Linked DNA regions of Ovis aries: region 2 is linked to region 1. The links are chromatin contacts, called in public Hi-C maps. All regions are on one chromosome and are shown on one strand. The core of a region is the stretch at or near the end of the contact, and the rest is flanking DNA. Distances in the headings are between cores, read along the strand shown.

Region 1 (2,696 bases), core at 143-2,642:
CTAGTATGAGGCAGTGCAAGATAAATTTGGTTTCTATTACTTTTGTTATTTCTCAGTAAGAGCAGAACTTGCAAAATAGCTTAGGTTTACAGATCTGATTTACTTCAATGTTCATGTCCTTACAGGGTTGTTTCTAAGGAATAATGCAAGATCTTTTCATTAACTCCTCAAAGGCTCTGGGAATCAGGCCTCAAATGTGATCTTTTTTGTTGTTAAAACATATTTGGACCACTTAATAGCCACCATCAGTTCTACGACTCAAGTGTTCTGTTCAATGAATGTAGTTGTAACAGCCAACACATATATATTTTTAAAGTGTACCTTTTTTAGAAAGTGTGCTTATTTATTTTTGGCTGTGCTAGGTCTTCATTGCTGCATGTGGGCTTTCTCTAGTTGCGGTGAGTGGGGGCTACATTTTGGTGGGGTGTTCAGGCTTCTGATTGCGATGGCTTCCGTTGTTGCAGAGCACAGGCCCTAAGGGCATGGTTTGACAGCTAACAGACTTTTGGTCCTTTGTTTCTCATTTTACATTTACTCGTTTCATAAATGTGAAATCAGTGCCTACAGTGCGCTGTGGGAGAGAGGAGGTATAGGATTTGACCTCTGATTTCAAGGAAATAGTTGGGGACTAATTCTAGGGTAGCACAAATGGCAATGAACAATGTATGTATAAATGCTGAGTGTTTAAAAAGGAGAGCAATTACCATGGGAGATGACTCAAGCAGATGTAGAAGAAAGAACAGGGAATTTGGTACTTAAGAAAACAATAGAATTTGAGGCACTGCTGGCAGTATGTCAGACTAGAGACTCTGAACAGATCCTCCAACAAAACAACTAGACCTCCAATGAAATATACTCTCCTTTGCATCAGTGAGCTTGCAGAATTAAGGGAAATTTCCCTGGTGCAGAGATTAAAATGTTTGCTAAAACCAGAGTGGTGAATGAGGACACAGGAGGGAAACTGTGGTTGCCCTGGGGGGAAGTCCTAATGAAGGAGCTGTGGCTCCGGTATCCATCCGCTCAGGCTGCTGTAAGAACAGACCACAGGCGGGGAGGGGGTTGAAACCCAGAGTGTATGTTCTCACAGTTCTGGAGGTTAGATGTCCAAGGTCTAGGTGCCAACTCCCAAGGTTGGGTTCTTCTGAGGTTTCTCTCCTTGGCCTGAAGATTGTCACCCTCTTGCTGTCTCTTCACACGGTCGTACTCAGGCCTCCCTAGCTTCTTTTCTTCTTATAAGAACACCAGTCATGTTGGATTAGTGTCCCATCCTAACAGTCTCTTTTTAACTTTATCACCTCTTCAAAGACCTTATCACTTAGCATGGTTACACTCTGTGGTATTGAGAACTGGGACTTCAACATAGTAATTAAGAGGTAGAGGGAGGCAGAGTCCAGCCCATAACAGAGTCTAAGCTCTGAGTCCTGGCTCCAGATTAAGCCAAAAACCCTGGAAGGGGCCAAAGGTCCCAGTCAGTAGTGCTCCCTGTATGCAGAGGTAAATGAAAACATTGCCTGAAAGAAAGTAACCCAGTCTTAGGCCATAAGTGTCCTTGTAGATCAATAGCAAATACATATGTACTCCTTACCAACGACCAATAAGAAAAAAAGGCACCATGAGTGAGCATCTGCAAAAACAACAGACAACAGGGTTAGAAACGCTCAAAATTTTAAATAAATATTAGTGTCAACAAACATTCAATTAATTATCAAGTTAAGAAAAGGGGAATTTTATTTGACTCAAACTGAGGATTATAACTTAGGAAGCAGATTCTCAGAAAGCTCTGAGAACTACTCCATCTGTCAGAAGGTACAGTCATATACATTTTCAAGACAAAGGACCGTATATCAACATGATATACTGACACTTTATGTGAAGTTCACCAAGGACTGGGCTTCTCTTGTGGCTCAGATGGTAAAGAATCTGCCTATAATGTGGGAGATGTGGGCTATATCCCTGGATTGGGAAGTTCCCCTGGAGAAGGAAATGGCAACCCACTCTAGTGTTCTTGCCTGGAGAAACCCATGTACAGAGAAGGCTGGTAGGCTACAGTCCATGGGGTCGTGAAGACTCAGACACAACTGAGCGACTAACACTTTCACTTTCACCAAGGATACATAGGCCAGGTAAGCATATACAAAGCCAGGAGGAAGTCACTATGACCCCCCTGCTGCTGCTGCTGCTGCTAAGTCACTTCAGTCGAGTTCGACTCTGTGCAACCCCATAGACGGCAGCCCACCAGGCTCCCCTGTCCCTGGGATTCTCCAGGCAAGAACACTGGAGTGGGTTGCCATTTCCTTCTCCAATGCATGAAAGTGAAAATTGAAAGTGAAGTCGCTCAGTCATGTCCGATTCTTCGCGACCCCATGGACTGCAGCCAACCAGGCTCCTCTGTCCATGGCAAGAGTACTGGAGTGGGGTGCCATCACCTTTTCCACCATGACCCCCTACAGAGCCACAAAAGAACTCTGTTCTTTTAAGAAGTTGCCTTGCTAGTATCAGAAGAAAGAAAAAGAATTGCTCCTCAGGGTTGAGCAGGCACTCCCACCTTTGAGGAGCTCTGGTTCATGTATAATGCACACTGCACTTTACGGAGAGAGGAAGGGAGGGAGGGAGGAGGCCCAAACACACAGAGGGAATTTTGTGTTTAACTTTTTTCTGACCTGCCTTAAAATATAAATTTTATTTCATTGCTGGAA
Region 2 (2,696 bases), core at 56-2,555, 430 kb after region 1:
TAATAAGGAATTTAAATTTTTGGCTAAGTGGGCAAACTTCAAACAGGAGGAACTGCAAATTTTTAAGAACTTGTTAGAGTATATTTTAAATTTAAATTTTAAAATTAAACCCCTCTTTAAAAATTTAAACAGTAACATGTTCACTTGTCACCCATGAATTCATTTTACCCCTCCAAAAAAGTAAGCTCTCCTCTTTAAATAAGAGTGTTACTGTCTGGAGTGAATCCTTTCATGCCTTTCTCCAGTATACCCATGGTTGGATTAGCCCTCATCCCATGGATGGAGGAGCCTGGTGGGCTGCAGTCCATGGGGTCACTAAGAGTCGGACATGACTGAGCGACTTCACTCTCACTTTTCACTTTTATGCATTGGAGAAGGAAATGGCAACCCCCTCCAGTGTTCTTGCCTGGAGAATCCCAGGGACAGGGGAGCCTGGTGGGCTGCCGTCTATGGGGTCACACAGAGTCGGACACGACTGAAGTGACTTAGCAGCAGCTGCTGTGAGAGCTGAGCTCAGGATGAACTGGGAATAAGGCAGCCTGAAAGGGAAAGTTACCCTGCATGAAGACAATGAAAGCCCAAGCTGTGAGCCTTGAGATTTCAGCTCCGGTCGTCGAGGAGGCTTGTGGTTCCCTAGCCAGCCAGATGTTTATGTTCTCTGGACACCGAGCTGGAAGAGCTTGGGGCCAGGAGTCAGATCCCAAGGAGTAAGCACTGCACCACCCTGTTGTATGGCCTGGAGGGCATCACTGAACCTCAGTTTCTGTGTCTGTAAGATGGGGCCTCTCTCGCAAGGACAAGTCAAATGGAAGAAATTGTGAATGCATCTTTACAAACCACAAGGATTATTCTGATGTGAACAGGAAAAGGAAAGTCATTGATGTTTGACATCCTGCCTCTACCCTAGGAAGTCCTGCCTTTGGCCCCAGCTGTGGGCTGCAGAGCACAGTGAGGCCCTTCTGCCTCACCTCCAGGCCCAGCTGTGGCCTGTCTGCAGTGTCCAGCCGGCCGAGCCTCTCGATCACCCAGGGCACTAGTGGAATGGGGCTGTCAGGGCTCTGGGTTCTCCTCTTGCTCCATGAACAGTCTGGGACCTTCACCTCCTCAGAAATTCTACACTGAGCCAAATGGGCTCAGACATGTGAGACTCCCAGGGGACCTGTGGTTGGAGCTGGCAGGAAACTCAGGATTAGAGCGATTAAGAACTAAGGCTTTAGAGTCACCACGAGCTGGGGTCAGATTTCGCGTGTCTGGCACCGCTCTGTGATGGTCACCATCTCTTCTGACCGTTGTGTGGAACGGTGGGGTAAGGGCAGCCCTTCACCTAGGGTGGTGTTAGGGTTAAGCATGGTGATGGGCATCAGCACCAACACCTAAAGTGCTCGCATTCCTCCTGGCAGGAGCGCTCCTCTGCCCAGGGGGTGGATCAGGTGCCCCAGTTCTGTTCAGCCTACATCATGTTTTACAGAGGGAGGTAATTCACGTAAAAGTCCAGGTTTCTGGATTCTTTTGAGAGTCAGGTGACCAGACATCCTGACCTGATTAAGCCATGGCCACAGCTGGCTCGAGCTGAGCAGCAACCATCCTGTAGGGCAGACCTGGTTATCATGGGTCCCACCCAGTTCCAGCCCCTCTCCATGCTGTCGTCTCCCGGCCTTTTCAGCTCCTGGGTCTGCAACTCCAGAGGCAGCCATTGAAAGTCTGAAGATGGAGGTGGGGCCGCGTCTTCCTTGGGCCTGAAGGGGTCTGCTGGGCTGTGACCTTGCTCTTTTCCTGTGAGGACTATGAAAGCGCCCCTCGGGGAGGCAAAACCGTGCTGCCTCTGCCTTCAGCAATGGGTGGGGGCGCAGGAGACAACGTTGCTTTTTTCACTGGGAGCAGAAGTGTTACAGTCAGGTGGACTCATAGCTAACTCTGACACTGACTGTGTGACCCAGACAAATTTTTGAACTTCTCAGTCTTGTTTCCTCATCTATGAACTAAGGATAATGAGGCTGATGTCAGTGTTGTTGTACAGATTGTGTGATATGCCATGTTGTGCACACGCCTACTTTAGTCCCTGCCTCAAGTAGGTGTTTTGTACACACCAGATTCCTTCCTGGGGCCGCCTGGAAAAACGTGATTTATCAGCTCACTGCTAGGATGGTTAAAACAAGAATTGAGGCATGTTTACAACTCACAGAAAACATAAAAAACTGTGAAAGTTGTGAAAGTTGTGAAAAATACTAACCTATAAGCAAATGTGTATGTCCTTCAAGTTATGTCTTAACTAGTTTAAACTGTATTTCAGTTTTGAAACCTTTGATGTGAACAGCTTTGAACAGTTTTGCATCAATTATGCTAATGAAAAGCTGCAACAGCAGTTTAACCTGGTAGGTGACTTTTTTGCCTACTTGAAACTAGCTCTCAGCTGTGTCTGTCTGTCTGTCTGAAAAGGGAGAGAGGCCGAGTTTGGCTCTTTGCCTCTTCAAATCTCGCCAGCATAGAGAGTCACATGCTGGCTTACTGCACCATCTTGTGGCTGTTCCTTGAAACTGCACCTTCCCGCCCGATTTCATTTTTGTGGAGGCACCTGCCAACGTTTGTTTCAGTTCATCACCTGCCATTCTTGGATACAGACCCCTTCCAGCCAGACCAAGTCACTCAGTTTCCTGCAGGCTCCAGTCCTTGTGAGCCTCGGTATCTGCACCTACTCT

The links. Hi-C and Micro-C count contacts between places; a contact is called where the count stands out from the background.
Region 2: a Hi-C map of liver shows a contact between it and region 1, with 2.8 times the contacts expected there. The contact joins two enhancer-like sites. A contact is called at or near these places in 13 of 16 Hi-C or Micro-C datasets (blood, hypothalamus, liver and 5 more).

Annotation. Positions count from the first base shown.
Region 1 is chr7:55,804,654-55,807,349 of ARS-UI_Ramb_v3.0, forward strand. No RefSeq gene overlaps it. Among named protein-coding and RNA genes, the nearest start is that of ATOSA, 52 kb to the right of the region's middle. Within about 2 kb of position 1,393, at least 2 of the 54 cell types and tissues checked have an H3K27ac peak or open chromatin away from gene starts, as enhancers often do. A contact at or near this core is called in liver, where this site is marked.
Region 2 is chr7:56,234,191-56,236,886 of ARS-UI_Ramb_v3.0, forward strand. It overlaps MYO5C (myosin VC), which reads left to right. Exons shown (of 40, transcript XM_060417939.1): 11 at 2,291-2,372. Among named protein-coding and RNA genes, the nearest start is that of MYO5C, 45 kb to the left of the region's middle. Within about 2 kb of position 1,306, at least 6 of the 54 cell types and tissues checked have an H3K27ac peak or open chromatin away from gene starts, as enhancers often do. A contact at or near this core is called in liver, where this site is marked.